Linked DNA regions of Mus musculus: regions 1, 2, 3, 4, 6 and 7 are each linked to region 5. Evidence: chromatin contacts called from public Hi-C, HiChIP or PLAC-seq and capture Hi-C data. All regions are on one chromosome and are shown on one strand. The core of a region is the stretch at or near the end of the contact, and the rest is flanking DNA. Distances in the headings are between cores, read along the strand shown. Region 1 has its middle 250 kb from the start of Pcsk1. Region 2 has its middle 180 kb from the start of Mir682. Region 3 has its middle 210 kb from the start of Mir682. Region 4 has its middle 280 kb from the start of Pcsk1. Region 5 has its middle 42 kb from the start of Glrx. Region 6 has its middle 260 kb from the start of Mir682. Region 7 overlaps Gm31516 (a long non-coding RNA gene).

What was found. A called contact is a pair of places that touch in the nucleus more often than the background predicts. HiChIP or PLAC-seq counts read pairs in DNA pulled down with a chosen protein or histone mark. Capture Hi-C pulls out chosen DNA fragments and counts their contacts.
Region 1: a contact with region 5 is called in a capture Hi-C map of bone marrow-derived macrophages, with 13 times the contacts expected there. The contact joins two enhancer-like sites. A contact is called at or near these places in 4 of 15 datasets of contacts at CTCF or cohesin (the NIH/3T3 cell line, embryonic stem cells, large pre-B cells and 1 more), 8 of 484 Hi-C or Micro-C datasets (the Ba/F3 cell line, bone marrow-derived macrophages, cortical neurons and 2 more), 2 of 115 datasets of contacts at active chromatin or transcription factors (embryonic fibroblasts and large pre-B cells) and 2 of 9 other capture datasets (bone marrow-derived macrophages and embryonic stem cells).
Region 2: a Hi-C map of liver shows a contact between it and region 5, with 2.7 times the contacts expected there. The contact joins two enhancer-like sites. A contact is called at or near these places in 1 of 15 datasets of contacts at CTCF or cohesin (large pre-B cells), 7 of 484 Hi-C or Micro-C datasets (embryonic stem cells, epidermal suprabasal cells, liver and 1 more) and 2 of 115 datasets of contacts at active chromatin or transcription factors (embryonic stem cells and large pre-B cells).
Region 3: a contact with region 5 is called in a Hi-C map of liver, with 6 times the contacts expected there. The contact joins two enhancer-like sites. A contact is called at or near these places in 3 of 484 Hi-C or Micro-C datasets (cortical neurons and liver), 2 of 115 datasets of contacts at active chromatin or transcription factors (kidney and large pre-B cells) and 1 of 9 other capture datasets (embryonic stem cells).
Region 4: a contact with region 5 is called in an H3K4me3 HiChIP or PLAC-seq map of the 230-238 cell line, with 10 read pairs. The contact joins two enhancer-like sites. A contact is called at or near these places in 2 of 15 datasets of contacts at CTCF or cohesin (the NIH/3T3 cell line and large pre-B cells), 4 of 484 Hi-C or Micro-C datasets (the Ba/F3 cell line, the G1E-ER4 cell line, embryonic stem cells and 1 more) and 5 of 115 datasets of contacts at active chromatin or transcription factors (the 230-238 cell line, acute myeloid leukemia, embryonic fibroblasts and 2 more).
Region 6: a contact with region 5 is called in a Hi-C map of liver, with 2.0 times the contacts expected there. The contact joins two enhancer-like sites. A contact is called at or near these places in 3 of 484 Hi-C or Micro-C datasets (bone marrow-derived macrophages, cortical neurons and liver), 1 of 115 datasets of contacts at active chromatin or transcription factors (large pre-B cells) and 1 of 9 other capture datasets (embryonic stem cells).
Region 7: a contact with region 5 is called in a Hi-C map of the Ba/F3 cell line, with 4 times the contacts expected there. The contact joins two enhancer-like sites.

Annotation. Positions count from the first base shown.
Region 1 is chr13:75,342,539-75,345,708 of GRCm38.p6, reverse strand. No RefSeq gene overlaps it. Among named protein-coding and RNA genes, the nearest start is that of Pcsk1, 250 kb to the right of the region's middle. Within about 2 kb of position 1,563, at least 5 of the 459 cell types and tissues checked have an H3K27ac peak or open chromatin away from gene starts, as enhancers often do. A contact at or near this core is called in bone marrow-derived macrophages and liver, where this site is marked.
Region 2 is chr13:75,467,269-75,470,302 of GRCm38.p6, reverse strand. No RefSeq gene overlaps it. Among named protein-coding and RNA genes, the nearest start is that of Mir682, 180 kb to the left of the region's middle. Within about 2 kb of position 1,367, at least 1 of the 459 cell types and tissues checked has an H3K27ac peak or open chromatin away from gene starts, as enhancers often do. A contact at or near this core is called in liver, where this site is marked.
Region 3 is chr13:75,437,522-75,440,750 of GRCm38.p6, reverse strand. No RefSeq gene overlaps it. Among named protein-coding and RNA genes, the nearest start is that of Mir682, 210 kb to the left of the region's middle. Within about 2 kb of position 1,475, at least 4 of the 459 cell types and tissues checked have an H3K27ac peak or open chromatin away from gene starts, as enhancers often do. A contact at or near this core is called in liver, where this site is marked.
Region 4 is chr13:75,365,676-75,368,566 of GRCm38.p6, reverse strand. No RefSeq gene overlaps it. Among named protein-coding and RNA genes, the nearest start is that of Pcsk1, 280 kb to the right of the region's middle. Within about 2 kb of position 1,251, at least 33 of the 459 cell types and tissues checked have an H3K27ac peak or open chromatin away from gene starts, as enhancers often do. A contact at or near this core is called in the 230-238 cell line, the G1E-ER4 cell line and embryonic fibroblasts, where this site is marked.
Region 5 is chr13:75,796,686-75,799,889 of GRCm38.p6, reverse strand. No RefSeq gene overlaps it. Among named protein-coding and RNA genes, the nearest start is that of Glrx, 42 kb to the left of the region's middle. Within about 2 kb of position 1,944, at least 284 of the 459 cell types and tissues checked have an H3K27ac peak or open chromatin away from gene starts, as enhancers often do. A contact at or near this core is called in the 230-238 cell line, the Ba/F3 cell line, the G1E-ER4 cell line and 3 more, where this site is marked.
Region 6 is chr13:75,383,155-75,386,177 of GRCm38.p6, reverse strand. No RefSeq gene overlaps it. Among named protein-coding and RNA genes, the nearest start is that of Mir682, 260 kb to the left of the region's middle. Within about 2 kb of position 1,352, at least 7 of the 459 cell types and tissues checked have an H3K27ac peak or open chromatin away from gene starts, as enhancers often do. A contact at or near this core is called in liver, where this site is marked.
Region 7 is chr13:76,303,466-76,306,480 of GRCm38.p6, reverse strand. It overlaps Gm31516 (a long non-coding RNA gene), which reads right to left. Exons shown (of 3, transcript XR_382668.1): 2 at 1,668-1,776. Among named protein-coding and RNA genes, the nearest start is that of Gm31516, 4.1 kb to the right of the region's middle. Within about 2 kb of position 1,645, at least 4 of the 459 cell types and tissues checked have an H3K27ac peak or open chromatin away from gene starts, as enhancers often do. A contact at or near this core is called in the Ba/F3 cell line, where this site is marked.

The sequences.
Region 1 (3,170 bases), core at 314-2,813, 450 kb after region 5:
TTTTTAATTCTTCGAAATTTTTAAGGAAGATAATTTTAGTAGAATTATTTACTTAGCCATTTATGTTTTATTTTTCTGATTTAAATTTAGTGTAGTGTAAACTCAGAGAGGTACTAGCAAAATGTCTGAGAGTCAATGTCCTTCAACCACATGGCTAAACCTCAGAAATAGAAGGCCCCTCATCAAAGTTAAATTGAATGACTCAATGACTAGACAACTCAGGGGAGAGGTGAAACTGGTCACTTTAGAAATTAAACATTATAGATGGAGGAACCTTGTTTTGTTATTAGAGGGGAAATATGCCATCAGAGGAACTTTGACTCAATATACAAACTTTTCTAATAAAGTATCAGTTAGCTTATCACGTTTTCACTAATTCTTATTTTCAAATATTACCTATCAGCTTTCAGCTGTCTGAGAGATCTATTGATACAGTGCTCATAGTTGAGAGACAAACACATAGAGCTCATCTCACCTCCCTTGTATGTGTCCCTTTACAGAACTGGGTACGCCAGAGGTCACTTTCAAGTGGCTATACAACTAGGTTTTGATGAATTTATATGGGAAGTCTGCTGGATCTCCTCGCTCTTAAGAAGGAAAAGTAGAGCTTGGTAGAATTACCAATCTATCTATCTATCTATCTATCTATCTATCTATCTATCTATCTATCTATTTTCTTCACTGATTTTTACATATTTGAATGGAAATATGAAGATTAGTTGATATCTTGAAACAATGAGGTAGCAAGACACAGGACTGAGAAGGGAAAACAGTAGGAAAAACGAGATTGGTTTATTCATGACTACAACATCCATGATATCAAATCTAGAACATCCTGCCTCTGGAGTTCCTCTTAATAATGAAGAAGTAGCTATTTTAAGTAATATAATGTTCAGCAAATTTTATATGTCATGCTTACAAAGTTAATTATAGCCCATGACTTCAAATTTACCCAGCATGTTCATTTAAGAACAAGTAGATAAAATTACATCAAAAGGAAATTCATTGCCATCTTCTGGCATCTTTAGACATTTGCACACATGAACATACTTTCACACATGCACATGTACATGTACATACACATTTACACAGAAATAAAAATAAACCAAGTCTCATATTTAGAAAAAATTAAGAATCAAATAATAATACCTCAAAATACATGAACTAAATCTTCAAAAACTATTTAGAAATTTAAGTTTTATTCTGGATTTACCAACTCCGTTTGCATAATGAAAGCTTCACTCGATTCCTTGTCTTTGCTTTGAAACAATCGTTTTATTGTACCATAAAATCTAGGGTTGAAAAGATATACAATTAGGCTTTAAAAAAAGATCTATCAAATCATTTATTTGTGAATTGAAGAAGTCCGTTCAGGACCTTTGGAAAATTCCACCAGACGCCTCCTCTCCTGGAAGAGAAAGTTCATGTAGCACTTAGGTACCCCTCCCCTCCAGAAGGGAAAGGGTAATTACCTTCCTCAGATAACAGGGGGTGGAGGGCACTGATCTTTGGCCACTTGTGTGTATGGGGGGGGGGGGGGTAAGGGCAGAGCGTGTACACACATTGTGGACTGACTGTTGGCCACCTACAGACAAGTGAAGTCCTTGCCACCTCATTCCCTAAACCAATCAGTTTAAAAGTCACACTGTTCTGCCAATCACGTTGTGCCTAATGGTTGCTGCTCTGAAAACTATAAAAACTTGCTGAATGGGCTGAGTGGGGTTGTTCTCTCTCTCTCCTTCCTGTGCAGGATGACCACAGCATGCTGGAACAATAAAATTTGTCTTGCTTTTGCATCCATCCCTGGCTGAGTTGTTTACTCAGGGGGTCTCTGGTAAGTTAAGGCTCCTCAGAGTTTTACAGAATGAGCTTCCAAAAATTCTATAAGGAACACAGCTGATGATTCCCATATACCATAGAGACAAGCGAATATGAACACAAGTCAAATAACATTTTCAGAATCACTTCTCGTTCGTTATTTAAGGGATGCTGCAAAAAGGCATTTTCCACATTTATCCTTCAATCTGTTTTACATCAGGACATCACGTGGCTATTGTGTGGCTGTCCCCAAGCTTGCTTGGTTTAGTGTTGCAATGCCATGGAGTAATGATTAATATTGACTGTGAGCTTGACAGAACCTAGAATCACTGAAGAGATAAGACTCGGCATATCTGTGAGGGGTTCTTTAGATCATATTAATTTAAGTGAGAAGACCTACCCCGAGTGTGAGTAGTATCCACAAGCTGAGGGCCTAGATGAAATAAAACAGAACTCTAGTGGGGCGTGAACAGTCTTCATTCTGTGTTCTGACTGCAGATGCAATGGTATCACCAGAACTATCAATGAACTGCACAGTGGAACTGTGAGCCAAATCAAGCCCTCAGGTTGTTTAGTCAAGGTGTTTTATCACAACCTGAGACACATAACTGCTGCTAATGGCTTAGCTTGGGAAGGAGATAGGATTTTCATGACAATGGCAGCAGTATAAACAAAGCAAAGCTTGAGGGAAGCAGGAGAGGTAAATGTCAGACAGTGTTCCCTTCCCTTCCTACATTGGTAAACACTGCAGTTCTGGTGGTGGACTGCTTTATAAAATGAGTAGGTTCTGTTGTTGCACAGGGTCTGAAATTTATTGAGTGAATAGTTTATTGCATTAAATTGTTCATAGTAAACATTTTATATGTGGTTATAGTGTTTTGAAAGGAGGGAAAAATAGGTCAGTACTCAGAGCCCCAGTTTTCACTCAGGAAAATTGAATTGGGAGACTTTTCTTATTCATAAAATGTGGAAGCTGAAAGGGAAAACAGGGTTTCAAATATCTGTGGTAATATTTAATAATTTTTTTCTTGTGAAGTTCCTTTGATTGGATTTCAATAGTCTTTTTAAAATCTCTGTTAAACCTTTGTTTTCAAATGTCCTATTAAATGATACTCCTTTTTAATCTCTTATGTGTTTATAAAAAGATTTTAAAAAAAGGGTACGTTCTATGGAGGTGTGATGAGGTATGGGGGAAGGGGGAACCTCAGTGGGCCCATGCTGAGGTATCCCTTCCCCCGAAGGGACCAGCCACATGACAGTGTACTATAGAATAGAGTTTATTAAGGGCATGGGCAGGGGAGTTAAGAGGTAGTAAAGGCAGAGAGAGAGAGAGAGAGAGAGAGAGAGAGAGA
Region 2 (3,034 bases), core at 118-2,617, 330 kb after region 5:
TGAGACTGATGAAAAGAAAAGGAAATAATAAAATAGTAATTGCATTTAGAATATTAATGTTTTATTTGCATGTAAATATGTGTGTTTTTGTGAATTGATGTATGTTCAGGTACCCTCAGAGGTCAAAGGGTACTGGATTGCCTGGAACTAGAGCCACATGATATAGGTGCTGGGAACTAGATGCAGATCTTCTGTAAGGGTGATAAATGCTTTTGTCTATTGAGCAATCTCTTGAGCTAATAAGTCCATAAATATCAAACATGACTCTTAGCATGTATTCACTTCATTTGGTAAAAGTTTTAAAGTTGGAGAGTTTTCAAGAATTTTGATATATTAAAATTTCAAGTGTAAAGAGGATGCTATATGAAAAACTTGATATACCAGATGACTCTCCCATAGACTTGGTCTATTTATCAAAAGACGTGATAACTGTCCAGGAAGGAGTGTGAGGCTTTGTTCTTTTGTCAGAGCTCTACCCTCTACCTTAAAATAAATGTTAAAAATTGAAAATAATTTTTCACACCATATATTCTGATGAAGGTTTACCCTCTTCCAACTCCTCCCAGATCCCCTCCACTCTCTCAACCCCACAACCCGTTTCTCTCTTTAGAAAATGGAGTTCTTTAAGTTATTGAATCCCTTGCTTCTCCTCTCCCAGAGCTTGAATTGCCTGTAGGAGTACAAATTAAGGCCTGTATCCAAGTTGCTTGAGTGATGTCTGTTCCTGTAGGAATTTGAAAATTCTTTTGTACATTTTACCATTAGCCCCTTCTTCCTTCACCAAGACCCTCATTTGTTTGTTCATTTATAACCACAGACTAGATGCTTTTTCTATACCATGCACTAAGTTAGATTCTGGAGATGAAGAGACAAAGACATGTCACCCACCCTTTAAATCTGACTGCCCAGAGGCCATGTTTCTGGGGTATAGAATATTAGTAAGACTGGTCTTTTGCTTGCTGTATCCTCTGTATATAGACTTACATCTCAAATCCTTATCTTTTGAGGGTTTGCTTTAAATAATTTTTCTCTCATTTCTGCTGGAGATCTCTGAAAGTTAGTCTGTTCATGTTGTTTCTACCAAAATTTTCTGCCTTTTTTGGTGTCTTTTTTACCATGGCACTTTCCTAGTAGTTCCCTATCCTTCAACATGGATAGTTAGTAGATACAGTCACTTAAAATATGTGCAAATGTGTGCTTTTCAAAAGGAAACTTGAAACTAGGATCATTCCTTTGCAGCTTCCATTTTCTGATAACTGTCAAATCTTGTTTGATTTGGAAAGGAACATTTTTATTTAGGGTACAAAGTCTGACTCCTCCCTCAATTAAAGTCTATTGAAATCTACAGAGAGAACTATGGACCTTTGCCTTTTACTTTTCTTCTTTCTCTATACCCTGGATTGTTGTAGGAGATACTCAGGCACCCATCTGAAACCCATTTACAATTACAAGTGTCTAGTGTTAGGGTGAAGAATCAACTTCTAGTTATTGAAGCATAGGGAAATGCTCGGAAAATGCCATGGTAAAAAAAAAAGGCAGAAAATTTTGGTAAATACAACATACTAAAATCTCACTTTGATAACATTTTTTAAAGGCAGTGAAAGTTGAATGCTTTGATTTTTTTTTTTATCACTTCATATCCTTCCTTTTCTTTTCAAATTTAGCATAAAGTGACAACCATTTTAATATATATATTTGCTAATTTTGTGAGCTGACTGGGTTCCATTGGGTTGTTCTGCTTCACATGACGTCATGGGGGCTTCAGTGACCTTGGAGTCCCAGTGGGCCAGGGCAGTCAAGATTGCACACTTGTATGGTAGACAGTAAATACTGGATGCCAACTGTCAGGTCAGCTAAGGCTGTCAGCCAGGAGACTACAATTTCTCCTAGCCATGATCTATGCCCTCCTTTATGATAACTTAGGTTTTCTCACACATTGTGACTGGATTTCAAAATGCAGAATACAGACACTGTCGGTTTTCTTAAAAGTGAAGCTGAGGGAAGTCATAGTGTCCCTTTTCCTTCACCTTTTTGTCCCATATTCTATTAGTCAAAGTAGTTCCAGGCCCAGATTATATTCAAGGGAGCCCAGGGAAGACCTTGTTTCTTAGTGGAAGAAGTGAAGAAGAATTGACATTTCTACCCAGTTTATATCGTAAAGTTATGTATAAGTGACCAGTGCAAAAGTTTATTGAAAGAAAGAGAAAGAGATAGCAGTCTTAACTCTAACAGACACTGAACTACATCGGTTTCTTCAGAGACAGTGCTGGGGTATGTGAGAACTGAATGGGTACTGGGCCACTCATCAAGGAAAAACAAGTAAATGTGGGCCAAGGAATACTAAGAAACCGAGAGGCAAAATGTCATCATGTATATGTTTGTGCAAACATGCTCTGAGTTGCACAGGAAGCAGTACCTGGTTGCTTTAGCCAACTCTCAGTGTTCAAGAATGTGTTAAGAGAGATGGAATGTGTATATATATGTGTATGTATATATATGTATGTATATATATATATGTAATGACAGGAAGAAAGAAAGAAAGAAAGAAAGAAAGAAAGAAAGAAAGAAAGAAAGAAAGAAAGAAAGAAAGAAAAGAAGGAAGGAAATTGGAGACATTGCAAAGGCAGGCATACAGGGCTTATTATGAAAGAACTGTATATCCCCTCCATACACCAAGGTGAAACAGAAAAGTCCAAGGGGCAGAATGCACCCAGGTGACCTCATTTGGCTTTCTTGTTCTGTTCTTAGTATTACCACCAAATCAAAGAGCAATGTGCTGGTTTATCCATTGATGATGCTGCAAAGAGAGTGGGAGAGATAGGGACAGCACTGCTGCTGCTGCCAGGCAGCATTAAAAAAAAAAAAAAAAAAAAAAAAAAAAAAAAAAAAAAAAAAAGGCTGCTAAGCCAAGGGGAAGTGCAGAAAGGATGTTGTTACTGTACTGAGAATTTTGGTTTCTTTAAAAAACATAGAAATAGTATGGGAAAACATTTTTATTTTAATCCACAGTATGGAGATAGGGGAATGTTTCACA
Region 3 (3,229 bases), core at 226-2,725, 360 kb after region 5:
AAATTCCTTCCCTGTTGCTTTTCTTTTTCTTTAATCTTCCTTTCATCTTCTTACTTTCTCTTTCTTTGCTTTTCTTCCTCCTCTGTCTCCCTGTTATGGTAGACTTTTCTCAACAACCTGCACTGCAAAGAACAGTAGACCTAGGGATGGGATGGGTATCCCCTCAACGACTTATCCTGTAGTCCCTCTAACCTCTGAAGATTTTTCCTGATAGTCTACTAGATTGGTCTATAAAAGCCACACTCACAGTAGCTTTCTGTTCCCTGCTGCTGGGATCATAGGGTGTATACTGGTGGATTGCCTCTATGATCCACTCTAGAAAGGCTGTCGGCAGCTCATCTAGTCCCTGCTTAACCTCACGTACCTTGGTCAAATTTGTGGATCGTCATGCACCTGCCAATGGAGTCTGGTAGTAGACCTTCATGTGTTCCTTACCTTCTGCCAAATTAAAGTCCCAGTCAGGTCTAGTCAATGGAAACACACTGTCAACAACAGCCTGCTCAATCGATGGTACCCCCGTGTCCAAAGGTGCATTCTTTCTGGCTTCTTGCATTATTCTCATTCACTCTTTAGTCATGAAGAACACTCTCATGAGTTGTTGGATATCATCCCAGGAGGGCTGATGAATAAATAAAGCAGTCTCAAAGAGATTAATCAGCCCTTATCTGGGGGCGGGGGAGGGGGGGTTGGGCCTTGCATTTGTACAAGTCGGCTAAAGAGAAGGGCCAATATTGAATTGCCTCGTTGCCCTTTTCTAGAGGTCCTTATGCCCTCAGCTGGAGAGCCATCATGGTATCAGGGTAGGTGGCTCTCAGACTCTGGGTCCCCATAGTGGGGCCCGGAAGTTGGGGGTCTCCTCCTGCTCCTCCCTCTGGTAAAGGGAGATATAATGGCTCTGGTTCTGTATGGGCTAAGGATCCTGGAGCCAGTGCTGGCACTGGCAGGACCATGGGGACAAGGATAGGGGGATATGGAGGAGGAGCAACAGGTCCACTGTTGAAGGGTCTTGGAGGATCAACTTGTCAGGTCTGGATTCCTCCTCCCGTGCTTCCTTTTTCCTGATGGCCAGAACCTGAGAGGTAGGTCTTGGGGAAAGAAAGGCTTTTATCCATGGGGGTGGGGGAGCCCTCCACTAGATTCTTCCAGGTAACTATATAGGGCACTTGGTCTGAGTGCCTGAGGGATCCTGGCCTAAAGACTCTTTCTTCTACTGCTATGATCACCTGCAAGTCCAAGGTCCCTATGGGTGGCCAGTCTACTCTGAAGGTGGGCCATTTGGTGAAGCAGAGAATAACTAAACTTTCCCTTCTTTACTACTACTTACAAGTTTTCTCCTCCAATGGTTAACTAGGATGTTTAATGTCCAATGTCCAAAAATGTCATCAGTCAAAGTCCAAGAACACAGAATGAGATAACCAACACTAATAAACACAGAGAAAGACAATCAAAACACAGTTCGCCCCTTCCACAGGCAGTTACAGACAGTTTGTCCCTTCTACTGACACTGAAACCAGGATATAGCAAGACTTAGCTCCTGCCAGTACTGTCTTGCTGTTTCCAAAAGGAGCAGCGTCCTCTTGACTCCTTCTGGGGGTCAGGGTGGGCCTGAAGCACCCTCCAGACTCCCTGTGGTCATGATATTAAGGCACGTCTGCCTGCCACATTTGACCACACCAGACACCGTAGTCTCTCCACCATCACCACCCTGCCACTTGCAAGCAAACTGAAAGTTCAAATAGACTTACAAACTCAGACTTTGACAAACAGCAAGACAGACGAGAATCGAGATATTTGATTGAGCCGTTCCTCCTATTCACCACTCTCAGGTGTGTCACCCACATGGGGTCAATTCCTGGCCAATGCACCAACTGTAGCTCCTGGGGACCCCACCTTCCCCCAAAATGAACCATGTGGAACCAAAGATCAATGCAAAAGCAAGGGGACTTTATTGTTCCAGAGTGCTGGGGTTGTCCTGCATCCAAAAGAGTGGAGCAGACCCCGGGCAGCTGGTTTGGCCAGTTTTTATCATTTTTCAGGGGTAGAAAAGAGAAACAGCTACTAAGCACAATGTGATAGGCAGAACAGTGTGACTTTTAAACTAATTAGTCCTTAGGGAATGAGGTAGCAAGGGCTTCCCTTATTTGCAGGTGGCCAATGGTCAGTTCCCCTTGTCTTTCTGAGGAATGTAATCAGCCCCTCCCTTCCAGAAGGGAGGGGTGCCTATGTGCCTCATGACTTCTCTCTTCCAGGAGGGGAGGGGTTCTTTGTGTTGGGGGGGGGGGCTGGTGGAATTTTTCAAAGGTCCTGAGGTGACCTCTTTAAAAGCCAAACAAGCAGGGAAGACCAAGGCATTAGGGTACTAGGAGCCATGAGTAAGAACCGGTTCCTGGGTCCCTTCCTGAGAGTGACATCATCAAAATGAGTGGTGTGTTTCTGAAGAGCATATAATTGTCCTTAAAATGATCCCCTTTCCCTATCATAAATTACAAAAATAATTATTTATTAAGTAACTTAAGAAATGCTTAATTGTGTAAAGCAACATAATAAAACATGTGCTCCCTTTACACCTTGAAGTGAATGCTTTGTTCTGCTATTTATTCAGCAATTTCACATCCTTTTTTAAACATTCTGGGTAGATACATACACATTGCATGTTTGTTTTAAGCTCAAGCACATACTATAAACTATTTTAGGAGGGTATGTTGTAAACTTACAAAATATGTACTTCAAACTTACACTTTAATATATATTTTAAAATTTCACTAAAATTTAGTACACTGTTACTTCCCCACTTCACATTTGTTTTCTATGCCTTTTGTAAAACAGACTTTATTTTATTTTTTCCCCATTTCTTATTAGGTATTTAGCTCATTTACTTTTCCAATGCTATACCAAAAGTCCCCCATACCCACCCACCCCCACTCCCCTACCCACCCACTCCCCCTTTTTGGCCCTGGCGTTCCCCTGTACTGGGGTATATAAAATTTGCGTGTCCAATGGGCCTCTCTTTCCAGTGATGGCCGACTAGGCCATCTTTTGATACATATGCAGCTAGAGTCAAGAGCTCCAGGGTACTGGTTAGTTCATAATCTTGTTCCACCTATAGGGTTGCAGATCCCTTTAGCTCCTTGGGTAATTTCTCTAGCTCCTCCATTGGGAGCCCTGTGATCCATCCATTAGCTGACTGTGAGCATCCACTTCTGTGTTTGCTAGGCCCCGGCATAGTCTC
Region 4 (2,891 bases), core at 2-2,501, 430 kb after region 5:
ATGCCAGGCTCTCAATGCTTTGTCACCTTGTCACCAGGCTCTCTTCACTCTGTTACCAGGCTGTTGCTTATTCAGGATTGCCTCAGGAAGACAGGTTCAGCCTCTCAGCGGGTAGCAGGTAGCGTTGTCTTGCAGAAAACCGCAGTTATGACAGAACAATAGACCTATCTAGGTCTGAGGACGCTACCCTAGGTGGGCTAGCTGACAGTGGCAGAACAGGTCTGCGCCAGCCTGCTCAAGGCTAGGGGAGGCTATAATTCCTCTCTAGTTATTTAATAAAAAATTAGCTGGACTGGGGTATAGGCTCCATGGTCCTGCCTGGGAATTATGGTGGCTTGTGCCTGTGCCTCTCTTAGGACTGAATCTATTGGACTTATTCTTATCTGTCCTGGAGAATACATGCAGCTTATATGTATTTATTTGCACAAACACGGCTCTTTGGTGTTATTATGAACAAACTTCTTGCTTTTGCTTCTTGGCACATGCCTCTGTCTTAGATTGAAATAAGCCATAGATACAGTGGCCCATCCTTGGCTGCTGGCCCTCATTGCACACCCTTTTCCCAATCAGAGGAAAGCCACAATATACACTCAATGCATCTCTTCATATAGCTGAATTTCTGCCATCTGCACTTGCTGAAGGTGATCCTGCATGGAGGTAACCGACCTGCTTGAAATGCAAACCCAAAGTTGAAAGCAACATGATTAAGTTTGTCTGTCCATAAGTCCAGGTACTCTATTCAGTTGCAAATTAGCAATGATAAAGCCCAAACTCTGGCCTCCTTGTGTGGGGCAGGTGACTTTGAGAATCAACAGAAAAGCTGTTACTTCTCATGTAAATAGGTTATGCTCCAAGTTAACTCTGCTGGCTAAAAGGTTTTTAGCTATCTTCATAATAGGACTCTCTAATATTGGATTTATTACTAGAGCAGTCCATGATTGAGTCAGAATAACTGGTCACATTAAAGGAAAGAGAAGAGTCATTATAATTCCTGTTGGAGTCCGCCAAAAGACCCTCACTAACAAAGACCACAGAGATCGACATTGCTGCAAACTGCAAGAGGTTTTTTTATTGATCCAATGTGTTGGGGACCCCCCTCAGTATGCAGGCAAGAAGAGAGACCCCAAACAAAGAAAGAACACACTTTTTATTCATTGTAAGGGGCAGATTTAGGCAACAGGGCTAGCTGGCTTTCTCTAATGGTGCAGCAAGTAACCCTTTCAGGCATTGGTTGGTTCTCATAGGGTGACTACCTTTGGCCTAGTGACTCACTCTGCCTGCCCTTGTGGTTTTTCTTGGAATTTAGTGTGAGGCAGGGCAGAAGAATTTTTCTGAGAACTGTTATTTTTGTTATGGTTATTTTTCCAAGAACAGCTAATCTTGTTTTGGCAGCTGTAGACTTGGTAAAACTATATAGTTTGGAAAGTCCCTTCAGAGGGGGAAGGGGCTAGGTGGTCTTGAATTTATTTTGGATTCTACACTCCTCCTTTTGATTAATTTTTCGAAGTCGGTTTCCACAGTCACTTATGTTCTCTGTCCCACAGGTTAAAAAGCTTGAAGCAAGGCAGCTTAGCTTGTCTAATCTGGGACAAAGCCAAGCAAAGGTGGGTCAAGAACCCAAACCCAATACAGCTTTCTTATCACCATTGTCAGGGCACTAAGCAAGCTCACAGATCAGTCTGTCACACGAATCATTCTGGCAACTGCCATGCTCCTACAGCATTCTATGGAAAAAAACACAAATGTGCCCTCTTCCCCATATTAAATATATGATCAGGATCATGCCATATACCAATAAGTGGATCCTCCATCTCACCTAGGCATGAGTATGCCTAGTGTTAAGATACTGTAAGGCACTTAACAAGGAGTTCTTTGGCATCCAATATTTTAAAATTTAAAAAAATAAAAAGTGTGATTTAAATAATGTACATGGGGATATAATTTCCCCCTTTATTGTTTTTAAAGAAGATATAATTTTAAAGTTCCACAATACCCTGTCCTTGAGAAATATAAAAAAATCTCAGTAACATGGGTAACATTAAATTGTTCACAAAACATCTCAAATATTTGACTTTAATAGCCAGTTCCAATATCTGTTTTAATCTAATTTGGAACACCAAGAATACAAAAAATATTAAGATAGGCCATGACTAATTACACTTTTAGTTGCTTCTCTTGTTAGAGCAGTTGCAACTAGAAAGCCTGAAAAGGTATCAATAGTCACATGTGCATATTTTACTTTTTAAAAATCAGAAATATGAGTATTCATTTGCAATAATTGATTAAGTATAAGTCCTCAAGAATTAACACAATTATATTGAACAGGTAGAAACTGAGGACAATGAGAACAATTCTTTACAATTTGACATGCACATTCTCTAAAAAATACCAAATTATTATCTCAAGCCACTACTATTTTGATGATGTAAAGAATGAGATAATATGGACAATTATTCTTGTGTAAGGCCTATAATCTGTCTGGGATGTAAATTTGGGGTGGCATTGTTTTAAGAGGTCTTGTCCAGGCAATTTAGAATGAGTTCTTAAATGTCCAAAGACAGTCCTTTAAAGGAACAGTATTTTTTTTTCTTAACTTGAGTTGTATATGAGTAAACAATTGCAAATTTAAGAATTTGTAGTATCTAAGAAATAACCAATTTCAAGCAATTGTAAGCCCTGAGCTATAGCTATGTATAGAGAGACAATCAAGCTTTAATTTGTATATACATATATATCGACTATTAGTATACAAATTAAAGCTTGATTTTTTCAACATTTCAAAACACAGGCTACAGCACACAATTCAATTATCTGTGCTGAAGCAGCAGGTAACTCAAAAGAATAAACATGTGATCCAATCACATATACTTTTCTCCCATAGAAGGGCTGTT
Region 5 (3,204 bases), core at 695-3,194:
GTAGGAATTCAGTAAGAATGATACCTATTCAGTAACATTCAAATTCACTTCTAGTAGAGATGGTGAAACTAATTACAAAGAATGGAGCTAGGATAGCTCAGGGCTGGTCTGCAGAGTGATTACTTAGGACAGTAGCCAGTCTCACCCAAACAAGGGAATATACAAAGGCCTAGTGAATAGGTGAGTTATCCATCAAAGAGTTAGGGAATCCCCCTGGGACCAGTTTCTTCACTAGGCCCAAAGGAACAGCATAATCAAGTTTTTACTAAGAACCCCTAGTGGTGGGCTTAACAATAGACTGGCATTACACCTGGCTCCATTCTAAGTGGTAAACAGCGGCCTGGTCCCCGCCATCTTTTGATGTATAGATTCCTTTTGTTTTGTGTCACTGTAATTCAGCAGATATGTCCTGCCTGGCTTTTCTTGTTTTTTCTTCTGTATAAAAAAGTCTGTTTTTCGTTTGGACATTATACTCAGATTCAACATACTCTCTCGTGTCGTGTCTGTTTGTCACCCCACTCCTTCGCCCACCTGCAACCAGAGACCCGTTCCTCGCAGATAGGAGACCCAAAAAAGAGGTCCATCTGTGGCACTCAAGGCCGATCCAGCCTCATCTGGCTTGTTACCTATGCTGTGTACTTCCATGTGACAGGGGCAGAGGCAGAATCTATAACACGTTTTCCTGGCCTGCTCCAGCTGCCTAAGGTCGAGCCCAGCCAGCAGTGTTCCTTGTCTGTCCACTGGAGGCAGGTTTGTCACCATATCCCTGCAAGCCACTGTGAAAAGCCTTGTTTGCTTTTGCCCTAGAGTCCAGCCAGTCCCCTGACCTCTAACCCAGAACTATTTGTTCCAGGCGTTCCTCAGTCTGACATTCTAGTTGAAAACAAAGCCAAAAAAAAAAAAAACCCAAACCAAAAAAACCCAACAAACAAACAAACCTACCATCTTCCAATCATCCCTCTATATTTGGGGGTCAGATGAGCTGGTTACCTTTATGGTCTAGAGGGAATGAGTCAGTTAGCGTTTAAGCAAGAAGCAACATCTGCTGTAGTTCAGAGGCTGGCAGAGCACCAACGGCTGGGAAACTGTAGGAAGCAAGAGACCTGGCCAGAGTTCTTTAGTCCTATGCTGTGTGTCCATGAATGCCTAGGCCAGTTCCTCCTCCAACAGATATTTTGTCTCATGTTAGAAACCTTCTCTGTAGCATCTGGCCAAAACCTAAACCTATTGCTGGCCAGAGTTTTCTGAGACCCACTTCCAGCCTCAGAAATAGTTGAGGCTTGATGTCAGACTTGTCATAGCTGGCTGGGTTTTGCTTCATTTCCTCTTCCTAACAGTTGCTCAGCCAGTCTTTATTTGCATGTGGGCAAAGACTTTGGTAAAGAAAGGAGGAGCCTTGTTAGCTGCCGTCTCACTCATGGCTAAGTCATGAGTAATTCTACTAGCAGAGCTAGTATTTGATACCCCTTACTCCTTTCTGCTTATACAGAAAGGTGAGGGATTATATAGGATTATTTATGAGTTTCTGTTAATTGTAAAATTTAGTACAAATCCAGCAATGAGGGTAGTGATGGTCACTTTTTCTATTTGTTCAGAGATCATGTACAATCTTGTACCCTTTACATAACACATATACACCTTGAATACACATGTGCATATGTGCTTGCCACACCACATTCTATAACAAGGAAAGGACCTCGAGGAATGGTTTGGATAGAGGGTATGTATTTCTGCTAGTGTTCCTGGCAGGCCTTGCAGTCAGGCCTGGCTGCTAGCAGTCTCAAAGCTCACAGAATTCAGAGACCATCCACTCCAGGCTGCTGCTTATCCCACACTATCCAGCAGATGGCGCTGCACGCCGCACTGTCGCACCTGTCTGCCTTGGCTGTCAGGAAGTCAGAGTTACTACTGTGCAGTCAGGAAGTGGGTCTGCTCTCACTGAGCAGCGGTGGCTTACGCAAACCATGACTCATGGGTTTGACGAGGGCCTTTGTCAGAAGCAATGAGATCTGACCGTCACCACCCAATGGAAAGCAAAGTGCCTAGCTGGCCGGAGATCATGGTTGCTCACCGTTGATGCCTGGCTTTTTCAGGCAGCATGAGTTCATGCGGAATTTCAGAACCTGGCTGTGACTGATTCACTTTCTGTAAACGAGGGTCACCATTTCCACTTCCTCCGCTTGGGCTATTATTTGAACTTCGAGGTCAGCAACTGTTCTGGTGCTTACCGGAGGCTTTTGAGTATTTCATAAGTACTATTTCTTTCCTCTTCTTAAAAGTTTACTTTGCGATAAGGTCTCAGTATGTAAGCCTACCTTCTTGGAACTGGCTATGTAGATCAGTCTGACATCCAGTCCACCCGCCTCTGTTTCCTGAGTGCTGGGATTAAAGGCACATCTCACCACCCACTCATCGCAGCAACATTTAGCACAGATCTGAAGTATGAAATTGTTATCTCTCAGCCCTTCAAAAGTGGGTTAGTCTCAAATATCATACTGCTCTGCTTTTGCCTGGAGGGCAGGAGAGTAACCTCCATAGAATGCCTGAAACTTGGATGGTATTAAACTCTATACACACCGTTTTACTATATATATACATATATATCTTATCATATATGTGGCTGTATCTTTTGTAGTTTGTGAAGCCATAGAAAGTTAGTTCAGACTTCTTCTTTTCCTTTTTTTTTTTTTATTTTATTGTTAGAAGATCTTAGCAGCTCCAACATAATTCTTTTATTAGTGGAGACTTTTATCCTGTCTTATACATTTTTTGCTTGTTTGTTTGTTTTGTTTTTCGAGACAGGGTAGACCAGGCTGGCCTTGAACTCGGAAATCCACCTGCCTCTGCTTCCCGAGCGCTGGGATGAAAGGCGTGTGCCACCATGCCCGACTCTGTCTAATACATTTTATAGCTCATCTTTGGTGTACCTGACTTGTACCTGTTGTCTTATACATTGTGGTCTGTAATTGAGTTAGGGTGAATTGAACACAGTCAAGGACTTCATCCTCTGACTAGTGGGTAGTGGCATATACAGTGGATGCAATGGCCTGGATGACTCATACAATAGACTGGACCCTATGGGAAGGATGAGATGGCATCATACTCAGCGCTAAGGGCATGTATACCATCTTACATCATACTCAGCGCTATGGGCATGTATACCATCTCACAACTTAAGAACGGTTTATTTCTAGAATTTTCTAT
Region 6 (3,023 bases), core at 103-2,602, 410 kb after region 5:
AAGCAAGAGTGGAGGGGAGAGAGAGATAGCACCTTTATATTTAAAGATCGATATATAGTTTTCCACTCATAATATTGAATATAGATCTTCTGTTCTTCAGAAAGAATTTGCTATTTGTGTCTGAAGTTAAAGAACTTCTATGCTTGGCTCTTGTGCTGTGACAAATATAAAGAAAAAAAATTTGCAGTCTAGAGAGGGGACTCGGGTGTTAACAGCATTGGCTGTTCTTCCAGAGGACGCAGGTTCGATCCCAAAGAACAAAATGTGGCTCATAACCATATCTATCTCCTGTTCCATGAAATCTAATAATTACTTCTGGTCTCTACAGCTTCTGCAAGCATGAGTTGTACGGATTCATCTAGGTGAAACACATAAAAATGGACAAATCCTAGGAAAGCTTTTTAAAAAGAATAAATTGCAGCATATGTACCTCTTTAATAAGAGTAGAATGTCTTCCCTTTTCTTCTGGCAAACTGATAAGAGAGACTCATCTAATTACACTGAAGCAAATATAAGTGAACATATCTTCAAATAATGTTTTTTCCCCAAGTTAGTTATAATATTAAGTGGATCAATGCTTTAGATAAAAGGAAACCTCCCATTAAATATTGTGTATATTTTGGAATGTTGGTTTCTATTTAAAAATCTATCTTGTACTTTATTTCCAAAATGAGACTTAAGGACTCACATGATATAATAAGGAAATAAAAAACTAAGTCAAGCATGGTGGCATGTACTTGTAGTCCTAGACCCTGGGGAACAGAGATATGTAAATAGTCTAGGCTATACAATGAGACTATGTCTCAGAAAAACAAAACAAATAAAACAAACAAAAAACAGTAAATGAAAACATTAGGATTCTTTAAAAATATTTAGAATTGTGGCTTTTGGTGAAAAGAAATAGAACTGTTTCTTTGGTAGTTATTTTTAGACAATGCCTATTTTAACCTTAACATCCTAGTGGAGCACAAACGAAGTAGTGTCATCATCTCCACCTACAGTAGACTGAACTTTCAGCACAGGTTACATAATCTTACTGGGAAAATGTGAGTGCTGTTATTTCTCCCTTTGTTTGAGCATTCAGTGAACTTTACTCTTCCCAGGCTTGGCTGTTTGGCAGACTTTTCCTTCCTTGTTCAATAACTTCTTTTTAAATGTAATAATCCCTTTAGAAAGGAGTTTAAACTTTAATTAATGTTACTATTACTACTAATTATGATAACAAATGAAGCCACTACAGTCCTTGACATGTTTATGAAACACAAAGTTTAAAATAAAACAATAAGCTTTGTGGGTTGTAGCTGAGTGCCAGTGTGGTAGTCATGGGTACTAGGCTGTTCTGCAATCATAGCACAAGGCTGTACATTCATAGACCTCCCATACCTGTGCTCCAAACGACAGCTTTTAGTCTTAACTGCCACCTCCTTTCCAGTTATTCTATTGGAGAGAATGTCATGGGGTGTCAAATACCCCTCCAGAATGATTAAGAAAGAAACCAGTACCCCTCTCCACGGGAGAGTCTACTTCCTATCTCATCAAACTGACCGTTGTTCAGGCTGGGGAATTCAAAGTCAGCACATGGTGGAGTCCAGGTCACCACCATTTGAGTTAACGGAAAAGGAACCTGGGAGACTGGAACACATTTCTATGTGCTGTACTTATCAAGAAAAAAAGTGACAGTTGGAAGTCTTTATACTTAGAGACCATCCCAAGTATTCAATAATACGATAGGATAAATGCACAGACAAGTATTCCTTCTCATGCCTGCTCTCTGAGAGTCATGCCATAGAAGCTGTAAGATACACAGGAAGTCATTCAGCACCAACTCTATTGATTGTTAGAAGCTAAACAGGTACTTTCCTCTTACACCTCTAATAGTATGTGTCAAGACTGCTCTACTCTGACATCAAAACCCCCTTTCATCACTTATGAACCCTGTGGATGAGGGAAACTGCTCAGCTCTTCTGTGGCTCAATTTCCACGACTCTTTAAAAGGGGTTGTTGGCATCCACAACATAGAAGTCGCAGTCTCAGGGAAGCCTCAAGTTCAACATATTAAAGGAAAGCTTTTTTTTGGACTAAAAATACCACAAACTTCAAGGAGCTTGAGGCAGATCCACATCTACTTGTGGCTTTGCAAAGTCATGTCATAATTAAAAGAGCATCAAAAGGCACAGCATTCCAGAGAGTAGCAGGCAGCTATCCAAATATTTTGAGTCAGGAAAAAATATTAGTGGATTTCACTGTAAAGACATTTTTATAATTATCTCTGATAGAATAAAAGAGCTTATTGGTCTAAAGACTAAAAATTTTAAATATCTTAAAATATGAGCTTTAGTTTGAATCTTTTTTAAACAAAAAATGTCATTTGACAAGATTTTTCTCTTTAATTACTCCTTTTATTTTTGAGATTCTAACATAATTATATCATTCCCTGTCTTAGTCAGGGTTTCTATTCCTGCACAAACAGCATGACCAAGAAGCAAGTTGGGGAGGTAAGGGTTTATTCAGCTTACACTTCCACATTGCTGTTCAATACCAAAGGAAGTCAGGACTGGAACTCAAGCAGGTCAGGAAGCAGGAGCTGATGCAGAGGCCATGGAGGGATGTTACTTACTGGCTTGCTTCCCCTAGCTTGCTCAGCCTGCTCTCTTACAGAACCCAAGACTACCAGCCCAGGGATGGCACCACCCATAAGGGGACCTCCCCACTTGATCACTAATTGAGAAAATGCTTTACAGCTGGATCTCATGGAGGCATTTTCTCAACTGAAGCTCCTTTCTCTGTGATAACTCCAGCCTGTGTCAAGTTGACACACAAAACCAGCCTTACATTCCCCTTACATTTCTCCTATATATCCTTCCTGATACCTTTCAAATCCATAGCCTCTTTTTTGTTAATTGTTCTTACATGCATATATGTTTATGCATATGTAAATACAATTTGCTCTGTATATCATTTACTTGCGTGCATATTTTCAGGGATGGCTATTTGGTATTGGACAACTAATTAATATGCTCTTC
Region 7 (3,015 bases), core at 396-2,895, 510 kb before region 5:
TACCAGGGTGACTAGACTATGGTTTCCACTTAGTATCACAGTTAAATCCAATTCAGAGGCTAAATATCCTAGACTCAATGTTTAATATCCTAGACCCAATGTTTTGAACCTAATGTATCATTTGAGCTTACTGGATAATAAACTATTAAGCAACTTTTATACTGAATGATTCTTTTACATGTACTTGGGGAGTTTTCAGTTATCTTGATGATCATTAACTCTGGGAAAACTCTAGAGATCCATTGTGACACTTAACATATTGAAAGCATCAACTTCCACTCCAGTGATGAGAAGAGTTAACACACTTCCCTAAATACCCATGTTATTGCCAAGAAATCCATTATGCCTGAGCAAATCTGGCTGGCTATTTGCAGCCATCTGGTATTTAAAGTAAAACCCATTGTAAAGAACTGGCTACAATTTTTGGAAAACACAGAAACCAATCTTGATTTCAACATAACCATGAGTCTCATATCCATTTAACAAAGCTGTACTAGTCTTTGCTTCTTGATGACTGATTTTAATCATATTTCAAACGGTCTAACAGAATGTCATGAAGAAAGACTGAGAGAACATTACTTTACTGTGTCTTTTGAGCTCAGCAGGATGCTAGCATGGGCTCCATCTGCTTCCTAAAAGCATGGGGCCACTGGGAACAAGCCAACCTGAAGAGGGCAGAATGTTGACTGTGTTTGCAGCTCTGATACAGTTCCATGGCAGAAAGGAAGAGGGGATCCCTTAGCAAGGAGCACAGTAGTCCTAGGGAGGGTCTCTAACTTCAAGACGACTAATGTGTAAGTTCCAGGGCCCCATTCATTGAGGGCTCAGACCTCAATTCTTAGTGAACTAAAGAATTTCTCCAGCTTCACCTTTCGCCAGGGTAGAAAGAGGTATAACTACTTATGTGTTTTGAGCACTAAGTAAAATAATAAATGTAAACTGAATGAAAGTTTTCATTTTTATTATTCATTTAAATTAGCAGGTAGTCTACACAACTACCGGCAACATAACTCTATGTCCTTAAGGCAATCTGGCAGGTATGGAGGGCAGATCAAAGGGCAACAACCCAGGAGACTTGTCTTCTACCCGCTCCTCCCAACAACCACCCAGTGTCTGCTGCCTAAGAACAGAGAGTTCAGGAGGAAAGGCAACCCTAATGTCCTCACTGGTGAGACACCCCCTACACCCACACCCCACCCCCACCCCTCACCCCTCACCCCTCACCCCTCACCCCTCACCCCTCACCCCACACCCCTCACCCCACACCCCACACCCCTCACCCCACACCCCTCACCCCACACCCCACACCCCTCACCCCACACCCCACACCCCACACCCCTCACCCCACACCCCTCACCCCATACCCCTCACCCCTCACCCCTCACCCCATACCCCTCACCCCCGTCCCCAGAATTTTATACAATCTTGAAAGCACTTAACAGATACCAACTTGACCTTCTTACTTCTATGTTTTTTCTCCTAGATTCCTAGGTTGGAAATAAAACTTCTACTAATTCTCCTTCCCCTAAATTTATAGGAATCGCCACTAGATTTCTGTTCCTGACATGGCAACCAGAAGCTCTGAAGCTTCCTTTCAGACTGTAAAACATCACAAACGATTTCAGATATTCACCACTTGATGGCGATATTTCCTATTCACAACCTACCAGCAGCTGTCAAGCTTTATAAATCGACTCTTCACGTAAGATGCTCTCTGAAAATGCCAGGTTTTCTTCAAAGGAAGATCATGAAACTTGAGACGTTATTTTGAAGCATCTGTGTAGAAATAGTAACAGATTCCTTTTATTTGTAGATCTCTTTTATTGATGAGCACACTTTCCTCAACCTTTAATAATGAGCCTGGAGTCATGTCAGAACTAGTCCCATGTCTCTACTGTTAGGGCAATCTGTTTCCTGACAGCATCAACAGGAAGACAACAGTGAGCTAGAGGTCTTCCAACTGCTTCATAAGTCTTCTTGACCTGACCCAAGGCTTTGCCATTAGTGCATTGATGATTATCAGAAAGCCCTCCCCAGAGAATCTGCCCATGGACTGGTCTTATGTCAAAGGGATCACCTGAGTGTATGGCAACATTAGCGAGCTACTGGCACATGTGCTAAAGTCTCTGTCTTTCTGATTTCACCTCTCACCAATCTACTCCTCAATCTTTGGTCTCCCCTTTCTTGGCTGCCTTTCAATTCTTTCCAAGCTCCTGAGCACCTGCTGTTTTCTCTAATTGGAATGCCTTTGCCCCACTGGCTACATACATTGTAAAGATTGAAAGAAAGTCAAAATACAGATATTCTTGCTCAGAGGAAAGATCCAAGAGCCGAAGGACCAGAGTGTCTGCTGCAGATAGTGGTTTCTAGATGTGACAGGGAGGCTTCACACATTTCAATTTCAATGATGTGGTTGCCTAAACAAGACCTGTCTAATGATAACATCAGTCAAACACAGTCATCATGCCAACATGGGCGGAAGATTTTCACAAGACCCAACCTATATATGAATAGCTACAAGTGAGAATCAGTTTCACAAGACCCCATAGGTTATCAAATCCCAAATGGTAAGTGGACTCAACAGTGTGTGTGTGTGTGTGTGTGTGTGTGTGTGTGTGTGTGTGTGTGTGTGTGTGTGTGTGTGTCAAAAATAATTAAAGAATTTGTGAATTTGTGAGAATTTTGTGAATTTGTGAGTTAGTTGGGAGGTACTGAAATGGGTGGAAATGTCGTATACAAAACACTGATGTATGAAATTCTCAAAAGCTATTTAAAAAAGAATTCCAAAATGAGGATATCAGAGTTTCATCTAAAGCAGATGACACTCCCAAACACAGGGCCATGTGAACACCCAGATCTCGTCCACAAGACAGCTGGTCCCTGCTTTTGTTTTTGCTCTCCAGCTAGCCAGCTCATCATGACCAAACTCATCACTTCTAGTTGTCCCCTTCTAGCTACCATTTTCAAAAGTCTAGCTCCCCATTCAGCCTTTTAGCAAGCTTCCCATGGAAGCTC